Regions from separate parts of the Mus musculus genome. Here all the other regions are linked to region 3. Evidence: chromatin contacts called from public promoter capture Hi-C data. All regions are on one chromosome and are shown on one strand. The core of a region is the stretch at or near the end of the contact, and the rest is flanking DNA. Distances in the headings are between cores, read along the strand shown. Region 1 holds the start of Atg2a (autophagy related 2A). Region 2 holds the start of Cdc42bpg (CDC42 binding protein kinase gamma (DMPK-like)). Region 3 holds the start of Kcnk7 (potassium channel, subfamily K, member 7). Region 4 holds the start of Klc2 (kinesin light chain 2). Region 5 holds the start of Cd248 (CD248 antigen, endosialin).

Evidence for each region. Promoter capture Hi-C pulls out the DNA fragments that hold promoters and counts their contacts.
Region 1: a promoter capture Hi-C map of embryonic stem cells shows a contact between it and region 3, with 2.5 times the contacts expected there. A contact is called at or near these places in 4 of 39 promoter capture datasets (cranial neural crest, embryonic stem cells and liver), 1 of 484 Hi-C or Micro-C datasets (cardiomyocytes), 1 of 130 datasets of targeted methods (double positive thymocytes) and 1 of 9 other capture datasets (adipose tissue).
Region 2: a promoter capture Hi-C map of liver shows a contact between it and region 3, with 3 times the contacts expected there. A contact is called at or near these places in 1 of 39 promoter capture datasets (liver), 1 of 130 datasets of targeted methods (pancreatic cancer cells) and 1 of 9 other capture datasets (embryonic stem cells).
Region 4: a promoter capture Hi-C map of liver shows a contact between it and region 3, with 5 times the contacts expected there.
Region 5: a contact with region 3 is called in a promoter capture Hi-C map of liver, with 5 times the contacts expected there. A contact is called at or near these places in 1 of 39 promoter capture datasets (liver) and 1 of 9 other capture datasets (adipose tissue).

Annotation. Positions count from the first base shown.
Region 1 is chr19:6,240,327-6,244,382 of GRCm38.p6, reverse strand. It overlaps Atg2a (autophagy related 2A), which reads right to left and starts at 2,715. Exons shown (of 40, transcript NM_194348.3): 1 at 2,417-2,715. The coding sequence starts at 2,587.
Region 2 is chr19:6,304,627-6,308,988 of GRCm38.p6, reverse strand. Cdc42bpg (CDC42 binding protein kinase gamma (DMPK-like)) reads right to left here and starts at 2,532. Exons shown (of 37, transcript NM_001033342.1): 1 at 2,114-2,532. The coding sequence starts at 2,273. Gm52380 (a long non-coding RNA gene) reads left to right here and starts at 2,443. Exons shown (of 3, transcript XR_003952842.1): 1 at 2,443-2,525; 2 at 3,277-3,354.
Region 3 is chr19:5,701,868-5,705,887 of GRCm38.p6, reverse strand. It overlaps Kcnk7 (potassium channel, subfamily K, member 7), which reads right to left and starts at 1,417. Exons shown (of 3, transcript NM_010609.3): 1 at 1,094-1,417. The coding sequence starts at 1,412. It overlaps Map3k11 (mitogen-activated protein kinase kinase kinase 11), which reads right to left. Exons shown (of 12, transcript NM_022012.3): 12 at 3,023-3,881. The coding sequence ends at 3,544.
Region 4 is chr19:5,116,393-5,120,779 of GRCm38.p6, reverse strand. Klc2 (kinesin light chain 2) reads left to right here and starts at 2,482. Exons shown (of 16, transcript NM_008451.3): 1 at 2,482-2,658; 2 at 3,348-3,586. The coding sequence starts at 3,359. LOC115489018 (a long non-coding RNA gene) reads right to left here. Exons shown (of 2, transcript XR_003952889.1): 2 at 1,448-4,079.
Region 5 is chr19:5,065,609-5,069,799 of GRCm38.p6, reverse strand. It overlaps Cd248 (CD248 antigen, endosialin), which reads right to left and starts at 1,722. Exons shown (of 1, transcript NM_054042.2): 1 at 1-1,722. The coding sequence starts at 1,674.

The DNA of each region.
Region 1 (4,056 bases), core at 1,466-3,965, 540 kb before region 3:
TGAATATGGCTACCTGCCACAGTCTCACACAGCCACTGTCTTGGAGAGCACTCTTGGCATGGTCATCCTTCTTTCTGCTACTTACAAGGCCTTCCCTTAGGCCCTGACCTGTTTCTGTCTCACTAGACAGTGCTCAGCCCTTTGGGCCAGCTAAGAAGTTTCCTTCTTATGTTTGCTTCAAAACTCTATTTACTGCGGGGTGTGGTAGCCTGCATGCCTTTAGCCCCAGTGCTCAGGAAGCATAGGCAGGTGGACTGTCTGGAGATCTAGGCCAGCCTGGTATACAGTTGGTTAAGTGCTTGCCCAACATGCAGTAAGCCCTGGGTTCCATCTCCAGCAGAGTACAACTGGATGTGGTGAGGCTCACCGTGGTCCTGACACTAGGGAAGCAAAGGCCAGAAGATCAGGAGGTCAAAGCTGTATATGCTGAGCTAGAGGCCAACCTGGGCTACATGGTATACGAGATTCTGAGCACCTTCTATGTGGCAACCAGAGGCTGCAGGGATAGATAATGAGTGCCTTCGTCTCCCAGCCTGGCTAGGTTGTAGCCAGGGTCTCAGAATGCCAGGCTCTGACTCGGAGTCACTGAGCACTAGGCAAGGGTGAGCAGAACCTGCATATAACCCAGCAGCACCCCAAAGGTGAGCCAGAGTGAGGAGGAAGCAGCCAGGTGGAGGAAGTAGGATGCTGGCCCACCCCAGGCATGAGAAGAAGCAGAGAGACCTAGTCAAGAGCAGCAAGTAACACATCTTCATCCTAGACAGGCAGAGTTCAAGGTTAGGTCCAGGAGAGGGATTGATCCAAGGCCAAATGACCCCAGTCCTAGACCCACAGTAGAGCTATACAATCAAGACATAGGAAGGGGATGCTGTGCTGGGTTTGTATCCCTGTCGGCCTGGGAACGCCTGAGGCCATGAGTCACTAGTCTTCTCCCTAAGAACCCAGGTGCTCTGGGTAGTACTCGGTAAACACCCGCTGAGCCCACGGATAAACAAACAAGGCCAGAGCCAGAGGCAAGCAGAGGTTGAGTCAACCTTCCTCTTCTATTGATGGGGACACTGAGGCCTAGGCATTTGTCTTAGTCACTCCAGGTACCAGGAAAGCTGAGGCTGGGAAGGGCTCAACTTGGTCCTTGGACCATGTAGTTGCTTGGAATGCCTTCAAGGTAGGGTTGTAGGGTGAAGAGCAGAGAGGGGTGGGCTTAAGTGAGGTGCCTGGGCTGTCTGGGAGAGGCTAGAAAACAGCCAGGGCCCTGGACAGCCCCCCCTCCCAAAAAAAAAAGAAACAAGAGAGTGGACTGAGAAGGCATTCTGGCTGAAAGCAAAAAAAAAAAAAAAGGGAACACCCAGATGTTGGATATTTTTCTGAGCGGTTTAAGAGGCGAAGGTCAGACACCTCTTATACCAGGCCATTAGAAGATGCCACCATCTCTTCAACCCATATTTGTTCCCAAAGGCATGGCTCACCTCTAGCTCTTTCTAAGTGAAGCTGCAGACCCATAGGCCAGCTAGAAAAGAGAAAGAGGCCAGCCCTGCCACATGCCCATTCTACTGCTCTTGGAGCTAGGATGACCCCATACCAGCCCTTAGCTGGAGCCTCTAATTGGTGGCTCCTTGGCTACTCCCAGCCATCAGCTGTGAGTCAATGCCCCTCACCTGCCACCCCCAGCCTCCTGCTCAACTCCATACCCTAGGCCTCAGACCTCCTGAGCATCAGGCCCAGCTTCTCCTCCCATCCCCCACCCCAGCTAGCCTGAAGCTAAACCTCTACACCTCTCCTGGAGGGCTGCCCTCCAGGTAGAGATGCCAGAGACCAAGTCCTTCCCTAAACCCAAGCTAGGCCCCTCCCACTCTCCCAAAAGCAGGAAGTAGAGAGCAGCAACAGTCACACGAGGTGTGGATCAACACAGAAGGCAGTGACGCTGTTGTTGACATCCACATCCGGGGGCGATCTCCACCCCTTATGCCCAGGATCATGGGGTGAGGAGGTCAGGACACATCTTTCTACAGGTGCCCCTGGCAGGGCTCTTAACACCCCCAAAGCCTCCCTGACTACCCTAGTTCCAGCTCTTGTTACTGCCTGGCTCCCCACAACATCTCTCTGCTCCCCTAGCTCCCGGGAATCCCCTTCCCCAAGCAGCTCTCCCAAACTCCGTATGATGATGGTGACATTTTTTTTTTTAAAGTAACACCTCACTTCCTAGTCTGTCTCTCCTAGAGAGGTGAAGACAGAGACTTCTCTCCTAGCTTCTGGTTAAGTGGTGACGGGCCAGCCAGGGGGCCTGGCGGAGGCGGTCGAGACCCACTGGCCTCTCCAAACACGGTGCCTGTCCTCCAGCCCAAACCTTCCGCGAGGACCCTTCGCTGGCCCGTGCTCCCTCTCTCCACACCATCCCACCTCTGCCCTGCCTCCTCACCCAGGTTTCCAGGTGAATATCCCGCAGGGCAACGCTGCCCTTGTACAGATCCAGGCTGAGCTGGTCCAGGCTGAGGTGCTCCTGAAAGAAGTGACCCAAGTAGTGCTGTAGCAAGTAGCGGCAGACACGCTCTTTCACACAGTTCGACCATGGCCACAGCCATCGTGACATCTCGGGGACCGCCGGGCCCGAGCCGCTTCCGCTGGCCGACAGCCGGCGATCTCGGTCCGGCTGTGCTGTTCACTAGAGCCCCCGGTTCGCCCCGCCGCTTCTCTCAGCGCCAGGCCGCGCCCCCGGACGCCCAACCACGCCCCCACGCTCGCTGCCATTGGTCATTGCGAAGGGCGAGGCCCACTGATTGGCCGCGGGAGGCGGAGCCTTGAAGAGCGAAAAAGGGACTGGGCTCTTTGCGAGATGAAATGCTCCCAATCGTAGTTTACGCTTGCGCGTAAATTCTGAGTGGGAGGACCTTTAACCTCCTTGCTTCAAGCTGCGGAAAGGCTGCAACCGTAGGGCGACAGTCCGGGCCAGGAAGAGTGCGCATGTGCCGATTTGTCCAACTTTTTTTTTTTTTTTTTAGGTGATTGGGAAGAATTTAAAGGAACAGTGACTCACCCAATTTGTAGACAAGCTTATCAGAGGAGTAAAGTCAGTGCGAATTTTGCAGTCTATCTTTTGGCAACAAATGCACATTTGCACTTTTATAAAACTTTTTTTTTTTTTTTTTTGGAGACAAGCTTTTCTGTATTTGGCGGTTCTGAAACTCACACTGTAGTCCAGGCTGGCCTTGAACTCATAGGATCCTCCTGCCTCTGCCTCTCTATGATGGAATTTAAGGCGTGCATACATCATCACGCCCAGCCCTATGAAACTTGCTTTAGTCCTTTATCTTTTTTCATTTGCTTATTTGTTATTTTATCTATTTACATTTCTGTTTGTATGTTTTTCGAGACAGGGTTTCTCTGTGTATCCCTGGCTGTCCTAGAACTCACTCTGTAGACCAGGCTGGCCTCTAAAGCCTGCCTCTGCCTCCCAAGTGCTGGCGTTAAAGGCGTGCACCACCACTGCCAGGCATCTATTTACATTTCAAATGTTATTCCTCCCAGTTTGCCTCCACAAAACCCCTCTCCCCACTCCTCCTAGCCGCTTATCTTATCCATTATTGTTAACAACTCCCTAAAAAGGCACTATTTGTTTCCACTTTTTTTTTTCTTTCTTCTTCCTTGTTCTTTCCTTTTTTTGTTTTTTGTTTTTTCCGAGACAAAGTTTCTCTGTGTAGCCTGGCTGTCCTGGAACGCTCTGTAGACCAGGCTATCCTTGAAATCAGAGATGCATCTGCCTGTGCTTCTAAAATCTGGGATTGAAGGCACACACACACACACACCCATTTCTCTCTTTTTAAAAATTCTGTCAGGTCCCCAAGAAATTCCTTTTCCCAAATTCAGACATTTAGACAAAAGTGAGGATTCCCTCAGGGACATACACCAAGCCAGTCTTTGAATTCCAGGCTAGCCTAGTCTACAGAGGGAGTTCCAGAACAGCCAAGGTTACACAGAGAAACCCGGTCCTGCAGGGTGGGGTGGGGTGGAGTGGGGGATGATAGTTCCTACTTGCTAAGAGGAGCCATTCTGCTTATCTCT
Region 2 (4,362 bases), core at 1,283-3,782, 600 kb before region 3:
ATGGTGAGGGTCCTGACTCAGTGGACCACCTAGCCTCAGAACCTTCCTGGGCTCTAGACTCCAAGTAGTCTCTTTATGAGGCACAGAGGGACCTTGTGGTCTTCTTTAGCCAGGGGCCTAATACCCTAGAGACAATAAAGACACCACTCTCACCCCTAGTTCACAGCCTTTGACCCCTCAAGGCCAGCCCAGGGGCCTATCTGGGAAACTGGATAGGTGACATTCTTTGTCCCCAGAAAGTTTCTCTGCCACTCAGGAACTGTGGGCCTGGGTCTGGGGACCCTGTAGCACAGAGCAATCTGGCTGGAGGTGAGGCCTGGGGTAGCCCCTGGGGGCAGGGAGGACACTTTCTACAGTGCTCCAGAAAGACAGGCTCTGTGTTCCCCAAGTGGGGCCTCTGGGTCAGGAACAGATACCAGCCTGCTCAGGTACTCACAAGACACTCAAACAGGGCCAAAAACTTCACCTGGTGCCCAATGCCAGCACCTGAGGGTGTGAGCACACAGGATTCCTTCCAGGCTTGATAGCCCTGCCACTTAGAGCCCTACCTCCCTCTCTGGATGGGGCTTATACAGGCAGGAACCTCCTCCCGCATCACAGTCTGTTTGCCCTACCACCACCTCCGCAAGGGCTAGGTCCAACCACTCCCAGGCTCTCCCCATAACTGAAGTGGCTGTAGGCCAGGGGGAAGGGCACCGAGTCTTGGGAAATGATGAAGACAGGAGTGACCAGTGAGGACTGGGGGACATCTACGATCTGGCACCTTGCCTCAGTTTCCCCCTGCCAGAAGGTAAACTCCCTGCCAGCTGGGCGGGCCTGTGGGTGGGACAGAGAGCTGTTCCACAGGTTTATCAGGCAGAACCCCCACAGCGGGGGAGGTGTGCAAACCTCACTACAGAAATTAATTGTCTCTTCCCAGGTTTATGCATGGAGCCAGGGAGGAGCAGCTGCCAGCCTGCAGAAATATCAGAGGTGACCACCAGCCACATTGGCCAAACTTGGTGCCCAGATCCAACCTCCTGGACAGGATGCCTAATACCTTTGTCTTGCCAGAAGGGGTGGGGGCTCTGGGCAGGAGCAGGGACAAGTTGGGGCAGGAGAGGCGTGAGTCACACCCGGCCTTGGAGTTACCTCGGGAGAAGTCAACAGACATGCCCTGTGTTGGGGTCCCAAGCAGAGGTGCCAGAGGCAGGCAGGGAGAAACACACATATGTGTAAACACACACACATGTGCCACATGCACACACCCAGGTACAGGTGTCATGTGGGAGTGATGACAAATCAGACACTTGTAAAACACAGAAGAGTCACAGAGAAACAGGCAGGCAACGGGGGCAGGGCCGTCTAACTGCTCTCACCCCAGAAAGAAATGGCAGGACTGGCTGGTAGACCCCCATCCATATTTGGCCTAGCCTTGTGTCTGCCCATAGCTCAGGAGCACCAAGAACTCTGATCGCCTACAGGGTAAACACCCCATGTTTCAGGCCCAATTCCCATGCCCTCCTCACCAAAGCCTGGCCAGATGTGTCCAGTGCCCACATTGGGTTTAGGATCACCCTAAGTCAGCCATTCCCAAGGATTCAGACGAATCAAATAAAACCACTTCTAACAAGACCCCAAATCCTCCAAAGGGGTTGAGGTTGGTTCTTGGTCCCGGCTAGGGATTGAAGTAAGGAGACTTGTCTGCAAGGTGAAGGACGAGGACTTTTGAGTGTGTGACAGGTGAGAGGGGTCCTAGAACAAAGTGCCCGTCCTCTTGAAGAACGGAGGAAATAGAGAAAGTCTGTATGTTTATGTCACACAAAACGGTGTCCGCCTAAATGTATGTTCTAGGTAGAGCATGAGGTGACCGTTGTGAAAGATGTGTATTGGCAACATGTCTGGGGTCTGTAGCAGGGTATGTGGGAAGTGTACCTTATGTACCTGTCTCTGGGAGTTTGAAGTAAGGTGCAGGTGAGCGAGCGGGCTGTGGAGACCAACGGCAAGCGTTAGATACAGCACAATGAGGAAGTTTCAGGAATATGCCACTCCCGGGAAAAGGTCTGGGGGCACAAAGCTCCAGGTGTTGTCGTCCCTCCAGCTTCCCTTCCCGGGTGTTGCCCGGACCACTCACCCCAGCTCAGAAACTGCGCCACGTTACGCTCCCGGCGCAGGGGGGCGCTGCTGAGCTCTTGGTGCACCCCCAGCAGCAGATCCAGGAGGCCGTCGAGCCCTGGGCTGCCACCAGCTTCGCCCCGTACCAGCTGCTCCAGCGCACGCAGCCGCTGCTCCATGGCTGCCGCTGGAGCCCCGAAACCCGGGCTAGAGCCAGGCCGCCCGCATGCCCCGTCCGTCCGTCCGCCCGGCGGTCCGTCTGTGGTCCCGTGGCTCGTTCTGCGCGGCTTCCCCCCTCCCTCCCGCCCTCCCCGCTGTCACCTTCCTCGGTCGCCACCCGCGCTCCTTCACCTGGTCGCCCGCCCCGCCCTCCAAGCCCGCCCCCGACGGACGGGCAGGTGCGCGCCGGCCAATGGGAGCCGCGGCTGAAGGTGAAGGTGGGAAGGCGGAGGCGCGCGGGGGCGGGGCCGACCCTCGTCCAGGAAGTGGGAGGGCGGGCCACGAAAAGTAACTCCTGGGCGGGGTTGGAGGGGGTCCGTTGGGGTCGCAAAAGGCCCCTCTGATCACGGTGCCACCCCAGTCCCAGCGCCACCTAGACCCTCATGAGACACTAACCTAGACAGAGCCTAGCGCAACTTCCCGCGGGACCCGGCCAGCGGCCTGTCCCTTAGCCAGGCCAGAGGGGCTAGGGACGGTTGCGGCCCTGAAGCCGGATGGGAGTTGTAGTCCGCTCTGGCCTCGGTTTGAAAGCGGCGCTAAGGCAACACACCCATCTACCCCCAAAAGTTTCTGATCTCCTTTAAATCCTTAAAACTAACCCAGAGACATGTAGTTGAGGTAGGATGGGCACACTCATTTAGCATGAATACACTGCGGCTTTGGAAGGCTGAGGGTAGGGGGTCTCTGAAACTAGATTCTCGTGTGGACCTAGATGGGACTGATTTTCAAGGCTTTGGCGGGAACAAGGCCCTGAACTGGAACGTGGAGGGCACAAGAAGTTTGAGATGTGCTGATGGAGGCAAAGGAGGTGGAGGTGCTGGCTGTGTCCAGGGAGGTTTTTTATTTCTGGCCATCTGTGTTGGTCTTGATGGTGACAGGCCAGATACCAAAGAGAAGGGTGCTCTGGTGTCTTTTGAACAACTTGTTTAAAGGCCTACTTAGAGGGCTTGCCTCTCCTTCCAGACTGCAAGCTGAAGACCTTGACAGGATCGAGTCATCAGCGTTGAGGGAGGAAGCATTCTGAATGTTTGCAGGGGCAAAGTGAGTGGGACACCCAAATCCCATCTAACGGGGTCTAGAAACATTACAGGGGTTATGTTGGGGTGGTGGTGTGGGAGTGCACGCCTTTAATCCCAGTACTTGGGAGGCAAAAACAGGTAGATCTCTGGGATCCAGGCCAGCCTGGTCTTCAGAGTAAGTTCCAGGACAGCCAGGGCTATACAGAGAAACCCTGTAAAAAAAAAACAAAACAAAAAAAAAAAAAAAAAAAAACCAACCAACCACTGTAGGTCTCTCATTTGATCTTTACAGAAGCCCCTTCTCCATGAGGTCCACAATTTGAAATGGGGAAAACACAGGCATATATTTCTTTCCAGATCTATCAGGCTGGGAAAGAGACTCAGGATTCAAATTCAATGCCATGGCACTGCCAAGGGAGGGTCAGGGAGGGCAGACTGGAGTTTGGATTTACGGTTTTTGTTGTTGGTGTTGTTTTTATCCTCTCATATAAACTAGGCTGATCTGGAACACACTATGTAGTCAAGAATGACCCAGAATTCCCAGGCGTACTGCTTCAACTTCCTAGTTCTTAGATTACAGGGTGAATTGATGGAGCCTACTGGCTCTCTCAGGGATTCTGAACCTCCTCAGCACAGGGCAGGGCTGGGGCCCACAGAAGCCACAAGGAGGCGCCAGAGACTAGGGGAGGAATGAGTGTCTAGTATTTGCAAGTCGTCATGGAGAACTAGGAGGCTGGGACCCTTCCTGTAATGCTGATTCTCTAGTCACAAAGGTCAGTCAAGGGCCAACTGCCCAGGCCTCCGCTCTTGGCAAGGTCCTTGCATCAACTTCCCCAAGACCCTTAACCTCTTTGAAAGCTGAATTCTGAGAAAATCCCAACCCCAAGCAGGCTTCAATGCCATACCAGAGTGGGAGAGAAAGGCCAGAGCTGGACTCAATTGAACACACCGACTGGATATGGTGGCTCGGTACTCTGAAGAGACAGAAAGATCTCTGAGTTCAAGGCCAGCCTGGTGTACATAGTGAGTT
Region 3 (4,020 bases), core at 168-2,667:
TTTTCTGGAAAATTAATTCTGAAGACAGATGCCCTAGGCTGTCTGTAGCTGGAACAATTTAAAGCTGATTCTGGCTTTGAGAGACCCTTCCTCTTTATCTGTACTTCAGATGGAGACCAGGGAGCCCCATGCCTTCTAGGCAAGCGCTCCACAACTAATGTCTCCCCAGCCAGATCCTGACTTCCTGGGTTTGTCAGTTCTTATTTTTACCATTATTTCCAAATCTTCAACCTGTGGCATGCCATCCGCCTTCTTTCCCCAAATGTGTATCTGCCCGGGCTCTGGGTTATGGGAGGGAAGCAGGCAAGGGAACAAGACGTTCTGAAAAGAGGCAGCATGCACGAGAGACAGCATTTAGAGCCAGAGAAGCAGGGAGCAAGAAAGGGAGAGGTAGGAGACTGGGGCATGCTGGGAGAACAAGATCAGCAGGGTCCATGGGTTACAAAGGCCAAAGCTCCTAGGAGTCAGCTGTGAGGTAAGAGTGTAGTGAAGACTGGGTGGGCCAGCGGCCATGTGGTCTAGAGGCAGGCTCCATCCTGCTCCAGCCAATTGGAAAGGAAGTTAGAGATACATATTTCACTTTGAAAAGTATTTAGACTATTAGCAGGACAATGAAACAAAACCAACCCCCTAGGACTAGTTCTGTGCCTAAGCACATCTGTTCTCTTAGCCAGGAATTTCGCTAACCCGACCTACTTCTGCACCCTGTTCACTGGGCTCTGAGCACATCATCACCACTTCCTCCCCTCAGACTTCCTCGAGGGCGGCTCTAAGCTGTGCTTCCTACAGCATCTCTCTAGCCAAGAGTCTATCCCACCCAGATGTATTCTCTGTCTGGCTTCAGGCCTATGTGACCCGGGTTTCTCTGCTGGATGCAGAGTGCTGAGGGGCGGGGCTGGGGAGGCCACACCCCTCCTGGCAGCTTAAGTGGAGGCACCAGTTGGGGTGTGTTGTGTGGGGAGCCCCACTTGTGATGTCAGGTCTGATAGAGCCGTGGCTTTGTCTGGAGCTTTGGGGTGGGGGAAGGGCTTGCACCCTAGAGCTCTTGGGTCCTCCTCCTGGTTTGCTTGGTGGTAGTGGTGGTAGTGCCTACCGGTGGTGGTGAGGATGCTGGCAGTGAACAGCAGAGCTGAGGGCAGATCCCAGTTGCTTGTCTCTGAGCTGTTGCCCAGGCTGGAAACTCCATGGGCCTGTGCTCTCAGGACCGCACCTAGCAGCTCCTCCAGGGCCTCAGGTGGCAAGCAGGCCCTGTGCTCTGCCTGGAAGCTAGCCAGTTCAGCCTGGACCTGGGCCTGGAGGTGGCGAGCTGGAGGGCCCTCCAGGGCCTGAAGCACCACAGCCCCAAGGCCCATGGCCAGCAGGTGGGCCATAAGCAGGAGCAGGTATCGGGCCCATGGTTTCAGACTCCCCATAGCATGGCACTGAGTCTGGGAAGGTGAGGGAGTAGGCTAAGCCACCAGTGGCACCAGGGAGGGGCTGCGAAGGGCGTGGCGGGGAGGAGGTGCTGCGTGGGTAGGCGGCTGAGATGACTAGAATGAACGTGAATGAGGGAGGTGAGCCACAGCACGCCCAGTTTCTGGGGCAAGACATGGCAGCCGGGCACTGGGGGTGGGCGGAGGAAGACACTGTGGTGAGAAGACTGACTGGGTGAGAAAAGCCTGGAGAGATCCTCACACGAACGTACGCAAAGTCACGCCTCCTTGGTCACATATGCATCACTCATTCAGACACCAGGGAAGATGACAGACACAGGTTTGTCCTCTCCTGCTGCTCCCATAAGAAATCTGCTGACAAACTACCAGGGAGCAGCCTGCGGGGAGGGCAAACTTCCCAGGAAAACTCTTTGAAGGAAGTAATATTCCAACCAGAGAACAAGCTAGTTATGGTGCTGGAAAGATGGTCTGCTGTGAGGAACACTTGCTGTTCTTCCAGAGGACCTTGGTTCGATTCCTGGCACCTACATGGTGGCTCACGACTGCCAGTGACTCTAGTTCCAGGTTACCTGAGAGCCTTCCCCTGGCACAGGTATACCAGGTACACTTGTGGTAAAGACCCATGCAGGCAAAACAGCAATCTATATAAAAATATAGGGCCAAGTGTGATGGCGAATGCCTTCAAGATTTCTGTGAGTTCAAGGCTAACCTGATCTACAAAGCAGGTTCGAAGTCAGGGCAATAGAGTAAGATTGTCTAAAATAAAATAAAAGTTTAAAGATAACATCAGGGAAAAAGTCATATAGGAGTCAGAGACCAACCATGAAGAAGGGGCTGAGGAGACAGGTTGTTGTTGGCAAGTAGACCAAAGATCTTGTGAGGATGCTGAAGCATTCTGGGTGGGACAGTGATCGCCTAAGCAGAGGGTGGGAGAGGCTCTGTGGGACTCAGAATAGACACAGTTGGAGAGAGCATGAGGTAAGGGCGCTTGGTGTTCCTGACTCTTTGTTCTGGCTCTTGCTGCAGATCTCCTGCCTCTGCCTGGCTGGACTGCAGACCTGGAATGGCTACTTTGTGTAAATTGGGGGAGCTTCATTCATAAACCATGGAAGGACTGCCCTAAGGCATTGACTGGGTGGGAACCTCAAGGCCAGGTCCAGGCCACCAGGGAGGGTCACCATGCTTCCAGGTGGGTGGGCTTCCCCATATCCAGAATATGAGAGGCAAACCCAGGGCAAACCCTTGAGATTTTTCCCAGAGGTGAGTATCTCCCTGGGGTGAAGACGACACATCCTGGGAAAGGTTCCTAGAGATGACATCGCAGCTGGGCCTAGCAGGCAGACAGGGACCACCGGCAACAAGGAACCTCCGGGCAAAGCATCACTTGAATGGTAGAGATGGCTCAAGGAAAAGCCTGGCAATGGTGAGAGGCTGGCTGGGCTGGGCCTTAGCGACTACCCAGTTGCTGGGCTTGGTCCTAGGAGAGGAGGCACAAGGCCTCCTAGCTCTGCCTCAGCTACTTATCTGCCCAGAGTTCTAGGGGCATGAAGACAAAACACCAGATTACCTCCAAGAAAGGTGACATTACATTTGGGGAGACAGCTTACAAGTTTATTTGGCTTCATTGGCTCCCCAAGCCAAGGCTCCAACCTTGGCGGGGCAGTAGAAAGGCACCCAGAGAGCCCCGGCTCCAATAACTTCCAGGGTTGGGGGTCCAGGAACTCAGCCTTGGAGACAGGGGCCACAGTAACAGGACTTGGTCAAAAGTGCTGGTGACACCTGAGGTCAGCCCCTTTCCCCTGGACCTCCCTGCTCCCTGCTCCGCTCCTGGGGGCAATTCCCTGAGACAGGCTCTGGTCCTCCTAACCAGCTAGGTACAGTGTCAGGCCCCAGTGGGGCAGTAAGTCAGGGGTCCCTACAGTTTGTAGGCATGTGGGGTGTAGCCCCCATCCAGTGTGAAGGCTTTCTGTGCAGTGTAGTGTTCCTGACCCCCAAAGGGTCAGAGTCCCTGGGGGAAACCAAGGCAGCCACAGAGGCCTCCTGGTTCCTCTTCCAGTGTATGCTATGCCTCCTCGAAGGCAGCCGAAGCGTGGGGTGTGGTCTGGCCCACTCAGGGCCCTGCTTCTGGTGCCCATGGGGCCTGGGCACCCATGTCTTTGGTCTGCGTCCTGCAGTCCTGGGAGCCTCCCCGGAAGGGGTTGGCAGGTGGGGAGTCCCAGAAGGGATCTGAGTCTGGGAATAAGGTCCACGGTGCCCGTCGGGGTGCAGGCTGTGGAGAGGGCAGGGGTGAAGGCCGTGGCCCAGCTGACACGAAGCTCCATGGGTCAATACGGCTACGGAGTGGTGAGGGCCGAGGTCGGCTGATTAGGCCCAACGGTGGTGAGCGAGGGGTTCCAGGTGTGCCAGGAGCAGAGCGTGATATTCCTGGTGGGGGTGAGACGGTTCTCCCTATGGGGGTATAAAAGTACGGGTACATGGTTAGGCAGGCACCCACTCATTCTTAGATGTCCCTTGGAGAAACTGCCCTGCTCTTGCCTGGGCTTCTAGCATTTCAGGGTTATGGGTAGCCATAGCCTTGTGGGTTCTA
Region 4 (4,387 bases), core at 1,233-3,732, 590 kb after region 3:
CTCACTGATAAGTGGATATTAGCCCAGAAACTTAGGATACCCAAGATATAAGATACAATTTACTAAACGCATGAAACTCAAGAAGAACGAAGACCAAAGTGTGGACACTTTGCCCCTTCTTAGAAATGGGAACAAAACACCCATGGAAGGAGTTACAAAGTTTGGAGCTGTGATGAAAGGATGAACCATCTAGTGATTGCCGTATCCATGGATCCACCCCATAATCAGCTTCCAAACGCTGACACCATTGCATACACTAGCAAGATTTTGCTGAAAGGACCCAGATATAGTTGTCTCTTGTGAGACTATGCCGGGGCCTAGCAAACACAGAAGTGGATGCTCACAGTCAGCTATTAAATGGATCACAGGGCCCCCAATGGAGGAGCTAAAGAAAGTACCCAAGGAGCTAAAGAGAACTGCAACCCTATAGGTGGAACAACAGTATGAACTAACCAGTACCCCAGAGCTCTTGTCTCTAGCTGCATATGTATCAAAAGATGGCCTAGTCGGCCATCACTGAAAAGAGAGGCCCATCGGACTTGCAAACTTTATATGCCCCAGTACAGGGGAACGCCAGGGCCAAAAAGGGGGAGTGGGTGGGTAGGGGAGTGGGGGGGTGGGTATGGGGGACTTTTGGTATAGCATTGGAAATGTAAATGAGGAAAATACCTTAAAAAAAAAAAAGACAAACCCCAGGTCCCTGAGATGCCTATAGACTTGTCAACTGAGAAGTTGGCTGAGGGTGGTGCTGGCCCCTTGTTACAGAAAATGAGACCAAATGTAGGTTTGGAAGGACTAGTCAGGGGCAAGTGTATCTCTCTGACTTTTTTTTTTCCTTTCTGATTTTTGTTTTGTTTGTTTTGTTTTGTTTTTCAAGACAGGGTTTCTCTGTATAGCCCTGGCTGTCCTGGAACTCACTTTGTAGACCAGGCTGGCCTCAAACTCAGAAATCCACCTGCCTCTGCCTTCTAAGTGCTGGGATTAAAGGCGTGCACCAACCACGCCTGGCTTTCTGATTTATTTTTTATGTGTATGAGTGTTTCACTTGCAAGTATGTGTGTGTACCACATGAGTTCCTAGTGCCTGCTGAACTCAGATGGCGGTATCTATCGATGCCCTGGAAATGGTAAAGATGGTTGTGAGCCAATGGGTGCTGCAAATGAAACTCAAGTCCTGAGCAGGAGAAACAAATGCTCTTCACCACCGAGGCATCCTTTCAGCCATCCCCTCCCCTCCGCACGCTTTGTAAGGTAGCCGTCTACTGATTGCTACCACATTCTCTATCTACCCCAGGCCCCAGCCAACAGGTGATGACCTACATTCCAGAAGGCAAAACAAGAAAAATGTTAGAAAGGCCGATGTTGTGTCAGCACCAAGTGGGTGTGGAGTAGAGATGGGAAGAGTACTGTAGAATCTAGTGGGATAGGGACCAAAGAGGCCGTCCTAGTTAGAGTTAATATTGCTGTGTGGAAACACAGTGACCAAAAGGGTTTATTTGGTGCACTCTTCATCCAGTGAAGGAAGTCAGGACAGGCACCCAGAGAGAACAGAACCCAGAGAAAGGAGCTGATGCAGAGCCCATGAAGGAGTGCTGCTTCTGGGCTTGCCCTCTGAACTTGCTCAGAACTGCCTTCTGGCCTCACCTACCCTGGCCTGGGCCCTCCCACAACAATCAGTAAGAAAACAGGTTTTCCTGCAGCCCGATCCTATGGCAGCATCTTCTCAGCCGAGATTCCCATCTGTTCAATGACCCTAGTTTGTGTCAAGTTGACATAAAACTATCTAGCACAGAGGTCTTTCCTTCCGAGTTGGTGACACCCAATCTGAGGCCCCCCAATGACACCACCACAATCCAAAGGCACTCGTCTGACCTCCTTATCTGGTCAGCAGTATCCACCCAGATATTCCCCTCAGGGGCGTGGATCTTCTCCCTTCTCCACCGACCTCCACACGCTCCTTCCCACCCAATTCTCCTTTTTAACCAGAAGCCTCCTTCTGTTCCCTCACAAAGCAAACCTAGATGCTGAGAATTCCCTACAGGCACAGTCACCTCCGAAGCCGGTAAGAGGTGCGTCTCTAGAGCGCGGAGGGGGCTGGGGGGTCAGATGTGTGAGAGGTGGGTAATGGCAACACCCACCTCACCAGCCCTTTGTGAGCATTAAGTCAATGCACTAAGACATCGACAAAAACACTTGACAGTCAATCAATGTGGACCGACTCGCTCTGGAATCTGAGGAGGTCGGCCTTCTTGCTCCTCAGTCACTCTGGTCCGGGGTCGGAGCTCCGCAGAGCGCACAGACCTGGAAGCTCTGGTCCGAGGGGGCGAGTCCAGCCACGCCCCTCTGCGTCCCGTCTGGGCTGGCCCCACCCCGAAGCCGGCCAGGCCTGCGGGGCCCCTTTAAGGCAGCGAGCTGGCCGGCTGGAGCGTGTTTCGCCCCCTCCGACGCCGCCGAGGTAGCGGCTTCACCTTTAAGGCGGCGCGGGGACTGCTGGGAAGGCCGGCGGGATGGAGGCAGCGAGACGAGCTCACGGTCGAGGATCCGGGTGAAGCGGGACAGGAGCAGGAGCCGGAGCCGGGCCAAAGCAGAAGGTGCAGGTCGGCGCCGGCCGGTTGGGCCGGGAGACCCAGTCAAGCCGGACAGTGAGGAGCGGTTGCAGGTCGGCCTAGAGGAGGAGTCGTCGTGGTCGTGGGCGCGGCCTGTGGGAGGACCCGACCGGCCCGCGGGGAGGGGGCGCGGTCCCGGGCTGGGGCTGGGAATCCGGCCTTTTCTAGGGAGGGTCTGCGGGCCTCAGGCCAGCCTGCGGGAGGGGTCGTTGTGGGCGCGGCCTGAAGAGACCTGTCCCGAAACTAAAGACCGCAGTCTCCCCGGAGCGGCGGGGGCGGGGACGGGGTGGCGGGGCTCGGTCGGCCCTGGGGGAGGGGCTCGTGGTTCCGCTTGCCCTGGGAAAGGGGCTGTCGCCAGGGCTGAGACCCAGTTGCCCGGAGAGCCTGTGGCGTCTGACTTGGGAACGCCTTGCAATGCCCTAGTGCTCTGTGTACCGATTAGGACAGTTCCGAATAACTCTCGAAGATGGGCTTTAGATCAACTGGCCTGAGCCGGTGGTCTGGGGCGGAATCGGGGTCCAGCCTCACTTCAGTCACACCGCATTGCGTCTCCCTAGGCTAGACGAGCCTGGCGCGCCCCCTGTAGGCCGCGTGCTGGCACGGCGAGGACTGCGGGCTGAGGGATCTGGACATCCATAGGGACCTAGGCGTCCGGGGACCTCCCGGTGTTTACCTAACTTGGGGTGGACGGCGGTGTGGCCCTAGGCCTGGCGTCCGCCTGCCCCACCCCTTGCCTCCACAGACGGCACGACCATGGCCACGATGGTGCTTCCTCGAGAGGAGAAGCTGAGTCAGGACGAGATAGTGCTGGGCACCAAGGCGGTGATCCAGGGTTTAGAGACCCTGAGAGGGGAGCATCGTGCCCTGCTAGCTCCCCTAGCTTCTCATGAAGCAGGCGAGGCCGAGCCGGGCTCACAGGAGCGCTGCCTCCTCCTGCGCCGCTCCCTGGAGGCCATCGAGCTGGGGCTTGGGGAGGCTCAGGTAGGTCAGTGTTGGGGCTGTGGTGGAAGATTACCCGAAGGGCCCTGGTGATGTAGGAACACCCTCAGCAAGGAAACACAAGTCTTTCAGAGCGTCACGTTAGGACAATAAGCAACGTTCAATGAATACACTTTGGAAATGCCAGCCCTGCGCCCTGCCCCAACGGGCACCCTTACCTCACACTGAGCTATGCCATTCAGGCCTCATTCTACCTAACAGACTGGGATGACAGAAGAAAGCAGAAATACTTTAGTAACCTCCCCTCACAATACAATTATGCATGAATTCATTAAGTTGTATAGCTTCTCACTTACTGTGTGCTGAGCTACAGTGTGTTAATGCTCAGGATGCAGATTGAATGCAGACAAGGTCTGTGTCCTCCCTAGGCATGGTATCTGCAATCCCAGCTCTTGAGAGGTGAAGGCAGTAGGATCCCAAGCTCCAGGCCAGCTTGGGTCAGTCACATAGTAAGATCCTGGCTCCCCTACTGTCCCTTCAAAACAAAATAAGATGATTTTCCCCCCTAGTACAACAGGAGAAGAGAAACACACATTCAACTAGTTACTTGAAACAAGTTGTGATCAGTGCTCCAGGGACAGTAAGATCTTGTGACAGTTTGTAGAAGGGAGTCTTGTCTATTGATCAGGCAAGACTTCTCTGAGATGACTTTAGCTCAAGGGCTGGCCTCCAAAGAGGCAACTAGAGGACAGCTGCATGTGTAAAGACCGAGGTAGGAGAGCTCGTGGGCTTGAAGGGAGACAAGAATGGTGTACCTAGAACTTACGGAGAGGGCGAGAGGGA
Region 5 (4,191 bases), core at 473-2,972, 640 kb after region 3:
CAAATAAGTGATAGTGTGGGTATCTGGAGACATAGGGGCCTGGTGGGGAGGGAAGACTTGGGGATAGTTGGTTGAGATAATGGGGGGCTGGTACGGAGGAGACCGTGCTGGGTGAGTGGCCGAGGTTATCCCAGGCTTGTGGCCAAAAGGCAGGTCTGGATAATTGGCCTTGATTTTGGGGATCTGGTGCTCAGAGAACACAGCTGGAGGTGTGGCAGGGGCCATGGCAGGTGGGTGGACAGGGCTCAGGGGTGGGCGTGTAGCTGAAATAACAGAGGTCTTGTGGGCAGAAGGTAGTGTGGGTCGAGTGGCAGAGATCACCATGGGCCGTGTGGCAGACACCACTGAGGAGTGGTAGGGGCCCCTGGGGGCACTAAGTGGGGGTGGCCAGGTAGGCTCCAGGTGCAATCTCTGAGGCTCTCCATCCTGTGGGAAGTTGGGCCTATAGGGCAGGCCAAAGTCAGGTGGATGTGTAGGTGCCAGCCATAGGATCCCCTGTTCCTCTGTCCAGGTGCCATCAAAGTCCTCCCAGGGCTCCTCTTCATCCTCCCCTTCTTCTCCATCATCCAGCAACTCATCTCTGAGATCCTGGGAAGCCTGGGCACCCATGGCTCCTGCAGGGCTACAGCTGATACCATCTGCCTCAAGCTCGTGACCCTCGCTGCAGTAACACTCAAAGCCACCAACATAGTTGACACACATCTGCTGGCACACACCAGCAATCTGGCACTCATCCGTGTCCACGCAGCGGTGTGGATCATCCTCAGCTGGCCGGAAGCCAAGGCGACAGTGGCAGCTATAGCCTTGTGGCCCTCCAGGTTCACACTGCTGCTCACAGGGGGCCTGGGCACAGGGGTCTTCACAACTGTGCCCATCTGCTGCTAGACGGAAGCCTTCACTGCAGCGGCAGGACACAGCACCGTCCACCTCTTCCACACACTCATGTTCGCAACCCCCATTGTCAGGACCACAGCCAGTCCCTGGGCACAGCGGGCCAGTCTGGGACCAGCCCACGCCACCTGAAGGCTGTTTCACGCACAGCAGAGAAGCTCCCCTGCCAGCTTGGCACTGCACAGCTGCCACGGAGCCAAAGGGCAGCCATTCGAACTCGCTGGAAACCAGGTTGAAGGGTGTGGTGTAGACAGCGGGACCGGCCTGACCCACCTCAAGCGGCAAGGCAGGGCAGGCACCCTCAAAACCAAACTGGCAGAGGTAGCCATCGACAGCCAGTGTGCACGAGCCTTCGAGCCAGCGATGCTCTCCGCTGGCCTCAAGGGCTGCACAGCGCTGGGCTGGGCAGGGTCCTTCCGTAGCCGGCTGGGCCCAGTTGGTGAAGGCGGTGTCCTGGTCTCCCGTGGTCCATATGAAGCCCCGCAGTGGGCGCTGCGGCTGGCATTGCCTAGCCTGCCGCTGCAACCCAATCCATAGCAGCCCGTTGGCCGGCCCGACCCCCACCAGGCTGTCCACACGCTGGGCCTCCTCTGGGGTCCGCGGTGTGGCCAGGTTGCCCCCCAATTCGCGGCACGCCCGCCAAGCTTCCAGGAATGTGCGGCGCCGGGGAAAGAGCGCGTAGCAGCTGCTGGGGCCGCACGCGGCTCGAGGCTCCGGCGTCCAGGGGACCTGGCCCAGTGCGGGCACCGCGGCCACCCAGGCCAGCAGCAGGCGCAGCAGCATCGCGACGCCCCCCGACTGGCCCGGCTCGGGCCTGCCGCTGCTCTTGACAGGGGGAGGGATCAAGGCCTCTGGCGGGAGGGCCGGGGGCGGGCCCGGCGGACTCACGCCTTGTAAGGAGTGGGCTGGGGCCGCTGCCAGCTCCCCTGCTAGCTCCCCGGGGGCTGCTGGAGCAGGAAGCAGTGGGGTGGGGGGGGTTCTGGGGTGAGAGGCGAAGGGCAGAGGAGGGGGGAGGTACAACTAACGGGCTACCTCAGGCGTTACAGAGCTGAGAGTCAGGGAAAAGGGAACCTGTCTGTCTGAGAAGCATCCCCAGTCAACCCTCTGAAACTTCAGCGTTGTTTGCAGCTAAGGCAGCTGGGGTGAAGCTGTCTTCCAGAGAGACTCCCGAAAGCCGGGATCTGGATTCACCAGTATCAGTATACTGGCTGCATTCTGAGCTCAACGACTTGATCGGGCCAGCCCTTTCTCATCACACATATGTGAACGACTCCTTCCAAGCCTGGCAAGAGCATCTTCTCTGACACCCTATCTAAGGCCGCCAAACCCCAGCCTCACACACGCAGCTCTCCTGACATGCTGTGTATGCCCTTAGGTGGATAAGCTAGGATGATGTGGCCTGCTAAACGGTCTCAACGATGAGGCCCCACCCATTCCTGCCTGGGCCCTGCGTGAGAATCAACTTGATAACCTCCTTGAGAACCACCTCAACCAGACACGTATTTGATGAGCCCTTCGCTCAGCCTACCTCACTCCCAAGTTTTTTTGGCTCCAGCAGGACCAGCATTAGGGGTTAGGGAGGGGGGAGGAGGCCAAGGCCTGCTCTCTCCTTACCCTGGCTCAGTCAGGGGCCCTGGGAACCTGGGCTTAGAGCGGGAGGAGGCTGCCCCCTAACAGGAAATGCCTCTCCAGGCTTCTGCTGCAGGAAGGCAGGGTGCATGACTCTGGGCTCTGTGGAGACTGAGCTCTGCTCAGGGTGAGCACGGCTGCTATGAGGGGACCTGTGCAAGACCATGTATGGGCATGGGGACACAACAGGATAGTAAGTGTGACACAGGCATCACATTGTCCTCCTTACTCCCAGGGTCCTCTTCCAGCCCTTCCTGGAGGCCTCTGGAGGTTTGCACACTGGGCCAGGCACCCAGGGTGGCCCTGGGATTCTGTGTGAAGGATTAACCCCTGCATTCTCTTTTTACCTTTATTTATTTATTTATTTATTTTTAAGAGATGGAGTTTGCTCTGTTGCCAAGGCTATTCCAAACTCCTGGATTCTAAGTAGCAGGTACTACAGTCACCCAACACCAGGTAATCCTTTTATACCCTTGGGGTTTTTTGTTTGTTTGTTTGTTTGTTTTGGTTTTCTGAGACAGGGTTTCTCTGTGTAGCCCTGGCTGTCCTGGAACTCACTCTGTAGACCAGGCTGGCCTTGAATTCAGAAATCTGCCTGCCTCTGCCTCCCGAGTGTGCCATCGTGCCCGGCTACTCTTGGTTTTTATTTCGACTTTTAAAAACATTTTTGCTTTCTGTTTATGAGTGTTTTTCCTGCATGTATGCGTGTGTACCGTGTGTGTGCCTGTTACCTTCAGAAGTCAGAAGAGGGCATCAAATTCCCTGGAACTGGAGTTACGGGTATTTTTAAACTACCGTGTGGGTGCTGGGAACCAAACTTGGGTCCTCTGCAAGAGCAAGAAGTACTCTTCGCTGCTTAGGCATCACTCCAGCCCGTTTTTTATTTATTTATTTTTCCGAGACAGGGTTTCTCTGTATAGCCTTGGCTGTCCTGGAACTCACTCTGTAGACCAGGATGGCTTCGAACTCAGAAATCCGCCTGCTTCTGCCTCCCGAGTGCTGGGATTAAAGGCATGCACCACTACGCCCTGTCCGTTTTTGATTTTTTGAGGCAAAGTCTTACATGTTGCCCAGGCTAAGCTGGAGCTCACTGTGTGGTCCAGGATGACCTTAAAGTCCTGGTCTTCCCATCACCTCTGAGTCTGGCATTAACACACGATCCTTTATATTCTCCGCAGATTCTGAGCCAGCTGGGGATGTGGCTTCGTGGTAGGGTGATGTCTGGTCCTGGGTTGAATTCCCAGCACTAAAAATCTCATGACCCATGGATGAGAAAGTGAAAGAGAAGGTTTGTTCTTTGGAACACTGTCCTGGCCTGGATACTCTGCTACTAACCTGTGTGAGTTCGAGGCTCTCTGAGTCCTCGTTCATGTCCCACCCCCATACACCCCACCCCTTTTTAAAGACACTATGTAGTTTACACTATGTAGTTCTGGCTGGTCTGGAGCTCACAGAGATCCAAATGCCTCTGCTTCCCAAGTGCTAGGATACACACTCACGCATGCACGCACACACGAGCACGCACACGCTTCTTTCTCCTCTTCATTATTTCAATCCTTTCCACTTCCCTTCCCTCCCTTTCTCTTCTCTTTTCCTGCCTCCTCTTCCCTTTTGTGTAGGTCTCTGTGCAGCAGTACTGAGATTATAGGTGTAGGTGACCTTGCCAGGTTT